Linked DNA regions of Arachis hypogaea: region 1 is linked to region 2. The links are chromatin contacts, called in public Hi-C maps. All regions are on one chromosome and are shown on one strand. The core of a region is the stretch at or near the end of the contact, and the rest is flanking DNA. Distances in the headings are between cores, read along the strand shown. Region 1 holds the start of LOC112752090 (large ribosomal subunit protein uL13w). Region 2 has its middle 10 kb from the start of LOC112752057.

Region 1 (6,889 bases), core at 1,133-3,632, 81 kb after region 2:
TTGATACTGGTGAGCCGATCACCCTTAGGCCAGCTGTTATGAATGATGACATCATTGACCTTGAAATAGATGCCGACACACTACCACCAGAGGATGACAATCTTCAAGAAAAAGATGGGATTGATGGCAATGATGAAGAAGAAGACGAGTTTAATGATTAGAAAATTACCTTGGAAGAGGAGGATGGTGAACCAGAGGAAGAAGTGATGAATTTGAATAGGGTTAATGTAAATATAGTTCTATCTTATGTATTTCTTTACCGAACTTTGAGAAGAATGTAATATAATTAGCATTATTTCAGATATTTCGATTACCATTATTCCGTATTTTTAATTTGTATATATGAAATTTCACATCAAGTTTAAAGCACTGTTTCAATTATTAATTATCGGAGTACATTATACATGGATGAAAAAAATTATTCAAGAAAATATCTACCATCGAAATATACCGATGGTAACAGCCCAACTAATTTTTCAAAAAAAAAATTAGAAAAGTTATTACTGTTGGATGTACGGTCAGATTAAGGTGGTATGAAGCCAAATTCTTTGGCGCCAACAATTTTTCGACGGTAGGTGACAACAGATTTCGTTTCCTCAAAATCCATATTTTGCTGCTAAATCCGATGAAGATTACCGTCGGATGAATAAATCCGACGGTAATTTATTTTTGGCGAGGTTTATTCCGTCGAATAGGTTCCGACGACAAATCCAATGGTAAACTATTTACCGTTAGATTTGATTCGTTTTTCCGACAGCAAATTCAATGATACTCAACGTTTTTCTTGTAATAAGTACACATATCACCTCATGTGTTATTTTGGCTTAAAATACTTATATCCAATTTTCAAGTATTTTGAGAATTTTACTAATAAAATGAGGGTACAAAAGACATAATTTGCAAAGAGAATTATCAGACTATAGTTTTTGACTCAGATTGAATCGCAGTCAATTTAAAAACTTTTAATATTTCACTTAACTTCTCAAACAAGATTCAGATTGGATACTCATTAATCTAAAAATGTTAGATATTATTTTCTCTTAAATTTTATTAGAACTATCAAGTAACTTAGATTAATTTCTCACCAACTTCAAAACCTTACATATTCTTACCTCAAGTTTTTTCAAAAGGTAACAAGTAACTCAATTGGATACTCCACCAATAAAAAACCTTATATATTTAAGTGATTTTCTCAAACAATACTCAATTATATATCAAATAAGTAGTAAAAAAAGAAAAATACTATAAATTGTACTATAAACAAACAAGTCAATCATATATCAAATAAGTAGTAAAAAAAGAAAAATACTAAAACAAATAAGTAGTCAATTCTAAATACAAAAACAAATATATTGATACATTATATTCAATAAAATACTAAAAACATCAACTATAATTTTCATAGTCATTTTTGTCCTTATCATTTTTCGTCCTCATCTGATTCTATTTGAGGTGACGGCAATAGTAATAAAACATTACTTGAATTACTTGGCGATCTAATTTTCTTGTAATAAATAGTATAAGTCTCATTCTATTATTTTTTCTGTTCTAGCTTTATCTTCTTATTAGCCTTTTTAACCACCCATTTTAATTTTGTCTCTTTTCTACTGCGCCAAACGTGGATCTAATAAGTTACATCAAAATATTTTTTTTTGTTCATTTAGTTAAGTTATTCATCATATATGCAAAAATGTACGGTTGAAAAATCAAGTCAAGTTGCAGCACAAGGAGAAACAATAGGTGCCTGATTTGCAACTGGGTTTGAGTCATCCAAAAGATGGAGTTAAATCAGTTAGGGAATAGGAAGAGGACATGTTCTTGTGATCTTGTCTTGTTATGCTTCTCGTATGATTGAACTTTGTGTTATGTGCATCCAATCCTCTCAACTTATCCTAATACTTGTTTTACTTATCATTATCAAAGCATTTACATAATCTTGCAATATGGATTCTCTATATATAGTTTTAAACTAGTTGTCAGCTGATAGCAAAAAAATCGATATCCCGATCAAACCAATTTATTTTTAGCGATTTATCGATTTAAAATAAAAAATATTATCTTTTAAAAAAATATTTTATACAAATATATTATTTTATTATATTCCGGTTGAATTTCAATTAAATTTTTAAACAATAAAATCACTAGTTTCATTGGTTTAATAACTAATTTTTATTTTTTTGATTCTTGGATTGGATCGGTTAAACGGATCTGCACTGGAAAAAACCCCTGGGACCCGACTAGCCCAACACCCCATTTGAATCACAAACTACTCCCACCTAAACAAACAAGAAACGTAGAAACTACCCATTTTACTTTCCTTTTGGGCCTAGGAGGGTAAACCATAACTAAAAATTAAAGAAGAAAGCCCAAAGAATAGGCCCAAACTTAAAACCCTAATCCCCATCTTGCTCCGTCTGATCATATAAATAACAGGCAGCAATTAGGGTTCCAAATTGGGCGTGCATCTCATCAGAAGAAGAAAACAATGGTGTCGGGTTCAGGGATATGCGCAGCGCGTGTGGTGGTCGACGCGCGGCACCACATGCTCGGTCGTCTTGCGTCGATAGTGGCGAAGGAGCTTCTGAACGGTCAGAAGGTGGTGGTGGTGAGGTGCGAGGAGATCTGCATCTCCGGCGGTCTCGTTAGGCAGAAGATGAAGTACATGCGGTTCCTCCGTAAGAGGATGAACACTAAACCCTCTCATGGCCCCATCCATTTCCGCGCTCCTTCCAAGATCTTCTGGCGCACGGTTCGCGGCATGATTCCTCACAAGACGAAGCGCGGCGAAGCTGCTCTTGCTCGCTTGAAGGTTTTCGAGGGAATCCCTCCTCCTTATGATAAGACGAAGAGGATGGTGATCCCTGATGCTCTCAAGTAATTGCTCTTCTTCTTTCGTCATTCGATTTTCATAGTTTTAATTTTGTTAATTTAACGAATTACTGGTGAATCGATGGAATTAGGGTTTTGAGGCTTCAGAAGGGGCACAAATTCTGCTTGCTTGGTAGATTGTCATCTGAAGTTGGATGGAATTATTATGATACCATCACGGTTAGTGTGAAAATCTGAATCTTTTGTTGTTCTGTTCAGAGTTTAAAATTACTTGTTTGGAATTTTGCGAGTAATTGGATTTTGGAATCGCAGGAATTGGAGAAGAAGAGGAAGGAGAAGGCGCATTTGTTGTACGAGAGAAAGAAGCAGCTGAACAAATTGAGGGTGAAAGCTGAGAAGGTTGCTGAGGAGAAGCTTGGTTCCCAACTTGATATCCTTGCTCCAGTCAAGTACTGATTTGGCTTTTGTTAGTGTTTTTAAATTGAGGTATATTTAGTTGAATCTTCAGCCTTTTTCATTTTTGTTTTGGTTTTTGAATTTGTCGTTGGAGCTTATAATTTGTTTTGATGTGATAAACTGATAATCGTGGAAGCTATAAGCTATTTTTGTATGTGATTTTGTAGATTTATTGTTTCATCCTAGATTATATTACATTGCATTTAAGAATGGTTCGTATCAATTACATTTGGACTTCTTTATTTTGAATAATTTTGGTTTGGTTTCAGTTTATATATAGAGTAAAAATTAAAATATTCATTTTATTTTTGAAAATATGTAAAGAATAAAATATTTAAAATTTTCTTTAATTAGAAATTAGTAATATTATAATTAGGATTTCTTATTTTTTCTAAATTTTTTAATGTGATGTGAAACCTTGAATCCTTGATTCTGCAATGCCCACTAGAGATATCAGATATTAGAGACACTAATAGATGTATCATTAAAAATGGCATTTTTATAATGTAAATAATTGATCATTACTTGCACTTCAGATTGGTTCTTAAAGAATTTATTATGCATTAGACACTCTTATTCCCTGGCCAATTATTATGATGCTCAAGGTCTCGAAGGTTTGTCTTTGACAAACAAATTAGTCCTTCCGTTAATAAACTCCATGAAACAATGACAGAATACATCTATGTTCGTCAATTAACACGTGGCATCTTATGGGACAAATTAGTCCCCGTTTACACCGCCGAAACAAAACTAAGTTTACCCCTCTCTCCACCATCAATACCTGTGACCACCACCAAATTGTTGTTATTTTTTGCAAATCTCGATGCCTCTCATGGATGTTGATTAAGATTCTTCTCATGTTGGGTAAGGTCCTAGTAAATGGTTATATTTCAGTATCAGTGTCTTCCATTTTCACCCTTTAGGCAATTCCCAATCAAGGGAGTATAAATTAGCAAGGATATGGTCAAGTGTTTCAACTGCCGTCAATTCAGGACAAATTCTTCGACCAGAACCAAATGGAATTAACTCGATTCTTGTCTTCGGAAATCTATATCATTAGCTTATATCAAAATTAATATTTAAATTAGCTAGTAATATATTTGTATATAAATATATATATTTAATTTATTTTAATATATATTATATTATAATATAAATTTTATATTAACAGCTGATTTCAATGTATACTTAGTATGATTAAAAATCAACTTTTTGTCGGTCTTAAAGTTTCAGGATCTCTCTCTAGCCTATGCGGTTATATAGATACACAAATGTTTCGGCTGGAATTTCATGGATTTCATTTGTTTTTCATGGCATAAGTAGTGGTGCTGGAAGATGACACTTTAGTGTGTATATTTACTTATTTAGTTTATTCATTATATATATACTTTAGTACATCACAACACACATGCAATACTGTATATTTTCCCCCAAGCTAGTAATAACCACCAACACTTCTATTTAAGGTTCCAAATTTAAGCTAAGCAATGCACAAAAGCCACATCAATTATTATATATCATCATTATTATAAGGTTATACCTAGCTCTGAATTATATGTGGGTCTTTGCGATAAGATAGAGAGGATTCTTCTTGTGATGAGCAATTCCTGGTAACCTTTCATAATCAATGTCTTCCCTTTTGATTCCTTCTGGCAATTCCCAATCAAAGGAATTTAAAAGATTAGCAAGAATAAGATCAAGCGCTGCAGTTGCTAAAGGCAAACCAGGGCACATTCTACGACCTGAACCAAATGGAAAAAGCTTGAAATCTTGCCCTCGAAGGTTGATATCATTGTCTAAGAATCTTTCTGGATAAAATTCTTCTGGGTCCTTCCAAGATTGAGGGTCTCTATGGATAGCCCAAGTGTTCACATAAACAAGTGTGTTGGGTGGAATTTGGTATCCACCAATGTTGCAACTTTCATGTGTGGCTCTTGGAATTATAGGTGCTGGAAGATGCAATCTTAGTGATTCTTTTATAACGGCTTTGAAATATGTAAACTTTTGAATCTCATCTTCTTCCAAGAAATCTTTCTTCCCTCCCAAGCTCCTAATTTCTTCTTGAACTTTCTTCAACACTCTTGCGTTTTTTATTAGATTTGTCATGATCCAAACCGTTGTGGCCGCAGTTGTATCCGTTGCTCCAACAAGTATGTCCTAAATCGAGAAGATATTCAAATTAACAATACAGAGAAGAAAAATGATGAAGAGAATAAAGATTCTTTTTTATATATAGGTGGTTAGATAATTATAATATGAAATGTGTTATTTTGTTTTCGTTAATGTTTCAAATTGAGGCTAAATACTCTTCATTCTCTGCATGTAAATAAAACGCTATTCAATCTTCATAATAGAATTGGCCATAAAGTAATATTGCTTTGTTTGTTGTAAAATAGTATGATTTGACCAATCAAAAAGTGGTATTATAATTTAGCTGCCTATTTTCATGAAGACATTTTTATGTGAAAATAATACGTTGAATTATTAATACTCGAAAAAATTTTTGCGGTCAGTAATATTTTTAACAAATAAATTTTATTAATTTAAGTGTGTAAATTCTAAAAAATGTGAATGTAAATTATATTAATTTATGTGTGTAAATTTTGATAAATATAAGTGTAAATTATATAATTCTTCTATGTAAAAATCTGTAAATATGAGTGTAAATTATTGTTGGTCAAATATGGACAAAATAATAATAATATTTGCTATGAAGCATTGTTCGAAGTAGCCACCTATAATTTACATTTGAGTGAAGTTTAACATTCAAAATCAATACTCCATTTGTTACTTTTTCATGATGAAGTATAAAAGTACTATTATTTAACGTTATCAAGCAACAAGGAAATTAAATTAGTTTCATGCATGAATGTTGAAACATTATGAAACTACTTAACAGAAGAAGAAGAATGATTAAGAAAGACAGCAAACCATGATTATTGCTTTGACATGATCATTAGTGAGGTCCATGGACGTTGAATGATCCTTTTGCATTTGAAGCAAGATATGAGTTACATCTTCCTCTCCCTCCAAAACCTTCCTATTAGGATCCGAGTGTTCATCAATGATTTCTTGGTAGAACTCATCCAACTCCTTGAAGTTCTTATCGAGACGCGAATGGAGTCCCATCATCCTATCGATCCAGCTCAGAAATGGAAAATAATCTGAGAGAAAGTAGGTTCCCAACCAAGCATTACACTCATCAAACAAACTAAGAAACCTTTCCCTCTCAGGCCCTTCATCTTCATAAGTCCTCCCTAGAACAATCTTGCATACAAGATTCATCATAAGGTTGAGGAGTGGATCCTTCAAATTTACAACTTCCGATGAAGTTGCATGCTGTTGTATCTTCTTCATCATCTTCTTCACCTCTTCTTTCCTTATCGAGTAATATCCGGCGATGCGCCTAGGGCTAAGGACATTAGAAACACAAATTTTCTTGATCTCTTTCCAACAATTATCGTATGGCGAAAATGCCATCTCGATCCCATTATAAGAAATTCTTTGTTGTGCAACGAATTTAGGCCTTCCACAAAACTTAGGGTCTTGTATTTTCATCGCCTCTTCGGCCAGTTGAGGCGATGAAATAATGATGGCAGGCCTA
Region 2 (7,131 bases), core at 3,288-5,787:
TAAAAAAAAAAAGTCTTACCCTTTTTATTAACATCCAAGTTCCTTTAAAAAAACATCAAAGTCCAATCTAATAATTAAATCGCTATTAAATACTCCCTAAATCTAGGACGTTGGTCCTTACTCCTTACCCTAATTTGATGGGACAGCTAGCGCCAAATTTATTAGTTACATCAAGTTTTCTTCAAAAAATAAGTGAACACTGGAATTTTAATTTTAATTCTTCGGTCATCAATTTTAAAATTTTAATTTTAATAAATATATAATAGATACATTACAATTTTATATTTATATTTTAATTTTTTTATAAAATAATTGAATCTTGTTATTTTAATTTAATAAGAAATTTGTAATAAATATATTTTATATTGAAGTAATATTATTATCCAATTTTACTTTAAAAAAAAAATCCAAATTGGAGATAAAACATTACCAATTTGAGAATGTTAATAGTCATTTTCTAGGGAAAAAAAAAGAGAAAAAATCCTGACAAAGATATTGTAAGAGCATTGAAAAGGGGCACATGACACAATCCCGGGGTTGTGCCCTACGGCGGCCTTAATCCTGACTCTAACACCACCATAGGGTACGCCCAGCATCCCTAACAAAAATTTAAAAAAAAAAAGAAAAAGAAAGAAAGAAATAAAGAAGGAGAATACGGAGTTAGGTTCTGTTCTTGACTTTTTGTTCAATTATTCTCTTTGATGGTTTAAAATAAAAATTTAATTTTGATGTATTGTTATTATAAACTAATTTTATTTAAAGGAATTGTATATGTATATTTAGTTATGCAGTATCATATTACTAAAAATAATTATTTTTTATATTAATTGTATAAATAATTATTAAAAAAATATAATTAAATAATTGTAAATAATATTTTGTATTATTAATACATTAAAATTAAAATTACAATGTTAAATAATGGAAACAACGTTCATACTTCATAATAAAAGTGATCCAAATAATTAATAAAAATAGTGAAATAGATTTAACGCATCTTAAAAATTTAAAGGGAAAGCAATAAATAATAACCAATAATAATAGACATGTCTTAGGCAGTTGTGTCATAAAATCTAAAATGATAAGAATATATGTATAACACGTTTGTCTTTCAAGGAAAATTTTTTTTATTTACTTAAATTTTTACATATATTTTTTAATTTTTGTTTTATACTAAAAAATTTTTCTGTTAAAATTTAACAAGAATAAAATTCTAAATGTTTCGGCCATAAAGATGAAGGTTTTGAATATGGATCAAGAATAATCTTCTTGATTCTCTAATAATATAAGATTTATGATGAATAATAGAAGTTGTAACAGAAAGAGAAAATGGAAAGAAAACTGAAAGAACACTTCTGAATCGTAATTTTGTATTGATGATACACAATTATATATATATATATATATATATAGGTAAATGCTACCCTACCCTCTCTAAAGTAACTTGTAAGTTACCCTCTCTGATATGTCATATTTTAATTGGGTGTTTATTTTAACCTGAGTTACTTTAATCTCATGAGAGTTAATAATAGACGGTAACGGCTAATAAGACGGTGATACTTAGGAGACACAACGACGACGACAAAGGAATGGGGAGGAGTAAACGCAATTAGAGAGAGTTGGAATACTTTTCTGGAAGAATGATTTGGGAAGAGAAAACAAGACACCCAATGAGACGGTGATTCTTGGGAGGCGTAATGAGGACGACAAATGTACCTTTTCTAGAAGAATGATTTGGGAAGAGAAAACGGAACATCAATGAGACGGTGATGCTTGGGAGGAGCAACAACGACGAAAGAGTAGAGAAGGTAACTCAGGTTAAAATAAACACCCAATTAAAATGTGACACATCAGAGAAGGTAACTTACATGTTACTTTAGAGAGGATACGGTAACATTCATCATATATATATATATATACTAGTCTAAGATAGCTTAGAGATATGCAAACACAACTTGATTAGTTCATAGCATATACATTCAAGGCCAATTTTCTGGTATCAGTAATTTGGTGCTGAATTTTCGCCCATTTTATTTTTTTATAATAATTTTTTAAACATAATAGCAAATACCTAGAACAATGAATGCACATACACACGCTTCATGTGGAACCATGTATGTTGTTGACTTAAAATTCATGTATGTTTTGTTTCTAAGAAACGCCAAGAATATAAATAATAGAAGATCGTTATCCACATAATTTGATCAATTTGATCGATGATAATATTGTAGTAAGAGAGACAGAAAAAAAGACAAGGTCAATGTTAGAAAACAATTGCAAATTCTCAGAGATTAAAACATACGTTGGCATGACATGCAAATGTTAACATCGTTATTATTGATCCCAAGGTACAAAATTTTATTTGATTGTCACTACACATACACATTTAGGAATTACATTACCTTATTATTACTTATGAATATATAACAAACTCCATAGTGTAAATTAAATGTAGCCAGAATTTGTGTATCACGGATCCATGTATAATTAAATGTTATCATTCTTTTTATCAATTATTTAAGCCATAATTTTAAATCATGACCATAATTTGTTCTATAATCACTCTATAATTATGGTTTAAAACTATGAATAATGCTCAATGGATCAATGCTTTTTTTCTCCAGCCAACTATTTTTATTATGATAAATAAATTAGACAAATGATATTAAAATTTAGAGTTTAATACATTTCAGTCTTTGTAATATTCTGATTTCTTTTTCTTTGCCTTGATTCATATTTTTGTTGTAGTCTATAAAAAATGAGAAAATATTTTATTTTAGTTCATATTATTAGCTTGTTCATATTAAATACTAACGTGTCAAGTAGAATTCCAACTGAAGCATAGATTCTCATGACAGCCATATATCACTTCAGGAAATGAAATAAAAATTTGTAAATTTTACCGAAATTTAATAACCCCGCAAAATTAACAGTAATACTAAAAATTTAATAACTAAAATAATCTTATTTAACATAAGTACATAACCTTCATAATTTTACGTATATGATATTTATAGATATATATTTATTATATCAAAAAGAAAAAAAGACAAATAATTTTTTGATTTTTTAACTTGAATACAAATAAATTTTTAACTAATTAAAAATACAAAATATTTTTCACATTTTAAAATGTCGAATTTCTCCATTCAAAATATATGAGAATAAATAAACTTTTAAAAAGATTTAAATGTTTTACATTTTAAAATGTGATAAATATTTTTATATTTTTAATTAATCAATGTCCTCAAATTAAAAGTTCAAAAATTTATTTATTATTTTCTCATAAAAGTTATGTAATTATTTTAATAATAATTAATAAATACTAAATAAAAACTTGACCTTTGGATTGATTTTCTTTTGTCTCTTTTCAAAATTAACTTACGATGATTACTATTATTAGTAATTGAATCACTCAAATATTTGATCCACTCATCATATATATATATATATATATATATATATATATATTGTATAAATCTTGGTTTAATGTTAAGATTGAAGTGAAACATTAGCTTCTTACTGTTACGTATTTTGTCTTGACATTCTCCAGTGACTCAAATTAAAAAGTTGAAACATCAACATCATGCAAATCTTCTTTCTATGATTCACTGATTTGTGAAGAGATGATGAACATGATACTGCACCAGAAAATAAACCCTAATAAATATATAGAATCTGTAAGGATATATATGCATATACATTATTATTCTGAATGGCACCTTCTAATCTTGTTTTTGTGTCTCTCATGACACTACATGGTGCAGTGCAACCAAATATGTGTAAGTGTTATTGCTCTGGAAAAGACACCCTCAAGACCCAACATTCAAACGCAGGTTAAGCGTAACAATGGAAGTTTGACCACCAAATTCAAAAACTATGCATTCTTATTCTTATTATTAATTATTATATAATAAAACAAAAAAGAATAATAGATTAAAAAATCGTACCATACTGTCTCCTTCGGCAGCTGCAAATGCGCTGGTTAGCTGTTCTGCCTCTAGTACTTTGGATTGTTTAAATATTATGTGGGGAATTAATTTTTTTAATTGTTTTTTTCAGTGTAATTTTTTATTATATATTTTTTAAGTGTGAAAAAAAAATGTGGGAGAAGATGTTAAATGGTAAAAGATTATATTTGACAAAATAATTGAAAAAAAATGAAAAAGTTTATTTTTGAATTATGTATATATAACGGAGTTTATGACTACTCTTTTATTCTCAAAATTAATTGTTAGTTTTGATCGACGAATATTAAAAAATTAAGATTTATTTATCTAATGAAAGGAGTTTTGTTGCCCGAGATACTTTAATTTGTTTTTATTTTTAATTATTATTATTTGATTATGATTGAGGATTTCTTTTTTTAAAAAAATTGATAAGCAATTTTTTTTTTTCTGGAATAATATTCTGAACTCTTTTTTGGGGGTCCTGAAACTCTTTTGTGGAATATTTGGGAATTTGGGTCTGGCCTTGGTGGGCTCAAAATTTTCACCCAAAAATATCAATTCGGTACCGTAGTGACCTTGAAACTATCGGGTTGACCCAATATTTATTGTGAAAATCAGAAAAAGATTTGGGTTTACCTAAAATGTTAGTTACTGGGTTAACTATTTTGGACTTAATTTGTGAAAAGCATATAAACTTGTAAATAGGACATTGGAAACATTCTGTGATCCAAGTTTGTGATTGACACCATTACGTTGGGATATTGTCAGAGATGACTAAATTCCCTAAGGTATTTTTTCGTATCGGAGTCGTGTACTAAAATAGCTTTTAAGATTTTAATTATATTAATTATATTTTTGAGATTAACAAAAATACATTATGTTAGTCTCTCACCTATTTTTTGTTAATTATATATTGACATAGTTTGATGATGTGCATCGTTAATGTCACGTGTCACATTATTGTTTAATTACGTGTAATAGTGTGATGATGGGTTGATTAATAAGATCCGATATGCTGACATGAATGGCTGAATTACATGTCACAATAATATTTGACCATGTGTCATTTATATCACATATTATAATATTATTTGTCCATGTATCATTCGTTATGTCATCATTGTAGATATCCTAAGTTAGTCTTTAATTTTGCTCTAAATAACTCATTTTAATCCTTAAAATTAAATATCATACACCAAATTAGTCTTTTCACTAATTTTTTTAAATTTTTTTATAAATTTAAATTTTTCAATATTTTTAAAGGAGCTATTTTTTATAAATTAAATGTCATTAAGTTGCGTCAGTGCGTCGTTAACATAAACTGAGTTAAAAATTAATATAATACATTTTTATCAATCTTAAGAATATAATTGGTATAAAAAATTTTAAAAATTATTTTAATGTACGATATTAATCTCAAAAATCACTTTAGAAATTTACTTTGAAAGATACTTTCTGAGAGTTGAGACCGAAAATCCGTCTCTTGCTTTCTATTTGATTTTTGTATTTTTGTTTCAAAAATAAAATTCAAATGCAACTTATTAAATATCCTGAAAGATACATTTTTAGTATATTAGTAAAGTAAGTGATTATCAGTAGCTCTTATAGTCTTTAAAAGAGGAATTGAAAACCCTAGAAAACTCCTCTGCAGTGAACCCAAAACAGAAAGAAATTGAGAAGAAGAGAATTCTAGAATAGAAAAGGTTTCTTAAGAAAAATGAAACAATGAATTCTATTGAAAATGTAAAATGAAAAGCACTCTCATCAGAACCCCAAATCTACATTCCTTACACCTATTTATAACTCTTTTACTATCTCCTAAGCAGTTCTCTCAATACTCCCCCTCAAACTGAGGCACGATTTGTCTCGAAGTCGCAGTTTGAACCTGTATTTCTGAAACAAACTTAGGGACAATGGTTTAGTTAAAGAATCGGCCACCTGATCTTGAGAAGGTATATTAACAACATAGAGAGATTTTTGATTTACTAAATCCCTTAAAAAATGCAAATCCAGCTCAAGATGTTTACATCTACTATGCAAAACTGGATTTGCAGCCAATAAACATGCACTCTGATTGTCACAAAAGATGGTTGGTGACATAGGTTGTGGGATTCGAAGCTCTCCCAAAAGTTGCTGTATGGACATTACCTCAGTTTGTGCAGCACACATTGCCCTATATTCTGCTTCAGTACTGCTCCTGCTCACCTTTGTCTGCTTGTTACTCTTCCATGAGATCAGATTGCATCCAAGATAAACACAAAATCCAGTGATTGATTTTCTATCATCTAGATCTCCACCCCAATCAGCATCTGAAAAAGCCAACAACCTAAAATCAGTAGATTTAGAAAATAATAATCCATGATCTACTGTACCTTTCACATATCTCAGAATTCTTTTTACACTCTTCCAATGCAGCAATGTTGGTTGATGCATAAACTGAGATACTCTGTTAACAGCAAAGGCAATATCTGGTCTTGTCATTGTGAGATATTGAAGTGCACCAACTATTGATCTGTACAGTTTGGGATCATGAAAAGGTTCCGAGTAATGAGCTGAAAGCTTTGTGTTGGACATTATTGGGGTAGGCATCGAATTCGCAGTCTCCATTCCAGCTCTCTTAAGTAATTCAGATGCATATTTGGTTTGTGAAATATGAACACTACCTGTAGACAAATATGAAGCTTCCAAGCCTAAAAAATAACTAAACTTCCCCATATCCTTTAACGGAAAAATATTGTTCAATTGGTAAATTAATTTATCTAATTCTGCAGCATTATTACCGGTAACAATTATATCATCTACATAAACTAACAAGTAAATCACATTAGAATCAAAAAATCTAACAAACAAAGACACATCAGATCTGGTTTCTTTAAATCCAAATTGTTGAAGAGTAGTAGATAATGTTTTATACCAGGCTCTCGGTGCTTGTTTTAGACCATAAATGGCCTTGTTTAGCTTGCACACTAGTTGTTCACCCTTTGTAGAGTATCCCGGAGGTTGCATCATGTATACAGTCTCATTTAAGGTGCCATTAAGAAAGGCATTATCAAAATCAAACTGTCTCAATGGCCAATTTAATGAAACAGCAATAGTTAAGATAACTCTAATGGTGGAAGGCCTTACCACTGGACTATAAATTTGATCATAGTCTATACCTTCCACTTGATGAAAACCCTGT

What was found. A called contact is a pair of places that touch in the nucleus more often than the background predicts.
Region 1: a Hi-C map of an unstated tissue shows a contact between it and region 2, with 4 times the contacts expected there. The contact joins the promoter of LOC112752090 here to the enhancer-like site in region 2. A contact is called at or near these places in 2 of 8 Hi-C or Micro-C datasets (leaf and an unstated tissue).

What each region holds. Positions count from the first base shown.
Region 1 is chr2:94,606,352-94,613,240 of arahy.Tifrunner.gnm2.J5K5, forward strand. It overlaps LOC112752090 (large ribosomal subunit protein uL13w), which reads left to right and starts at 2,383. Exons shown (of 3, transcript XM_025801488.3): 1 at 2,383-2,874; 2 at 2,961-3,048; 3 at 3,142-3,537. The coding sequence starts at 2,486. The coding sequence ends at 3,285. It overlaps LOC112752082 (cytochrome P450 83B1), which reads right to left. Exons shown (of 2, transcript XM_025801476.3): 1 at 6,217-6,889; 2 at 4,635-5,442. The coding sequence ends at 4,837.
Region 2 is chr2:94,523,199-94,530,329 of arahy.Tifrunner.gnm2.J5K5, forward strand. No RefSeq gene overlaps it. Among protein-coding and RNA genes, the nearest start is that of LOC112752057, 10 kb to the right of the region's middle. Within about 2 kb of position 4,538, at least 2 of the 3 cell types and tissues checked have open chromatin away from gene starts, as enhancers often do.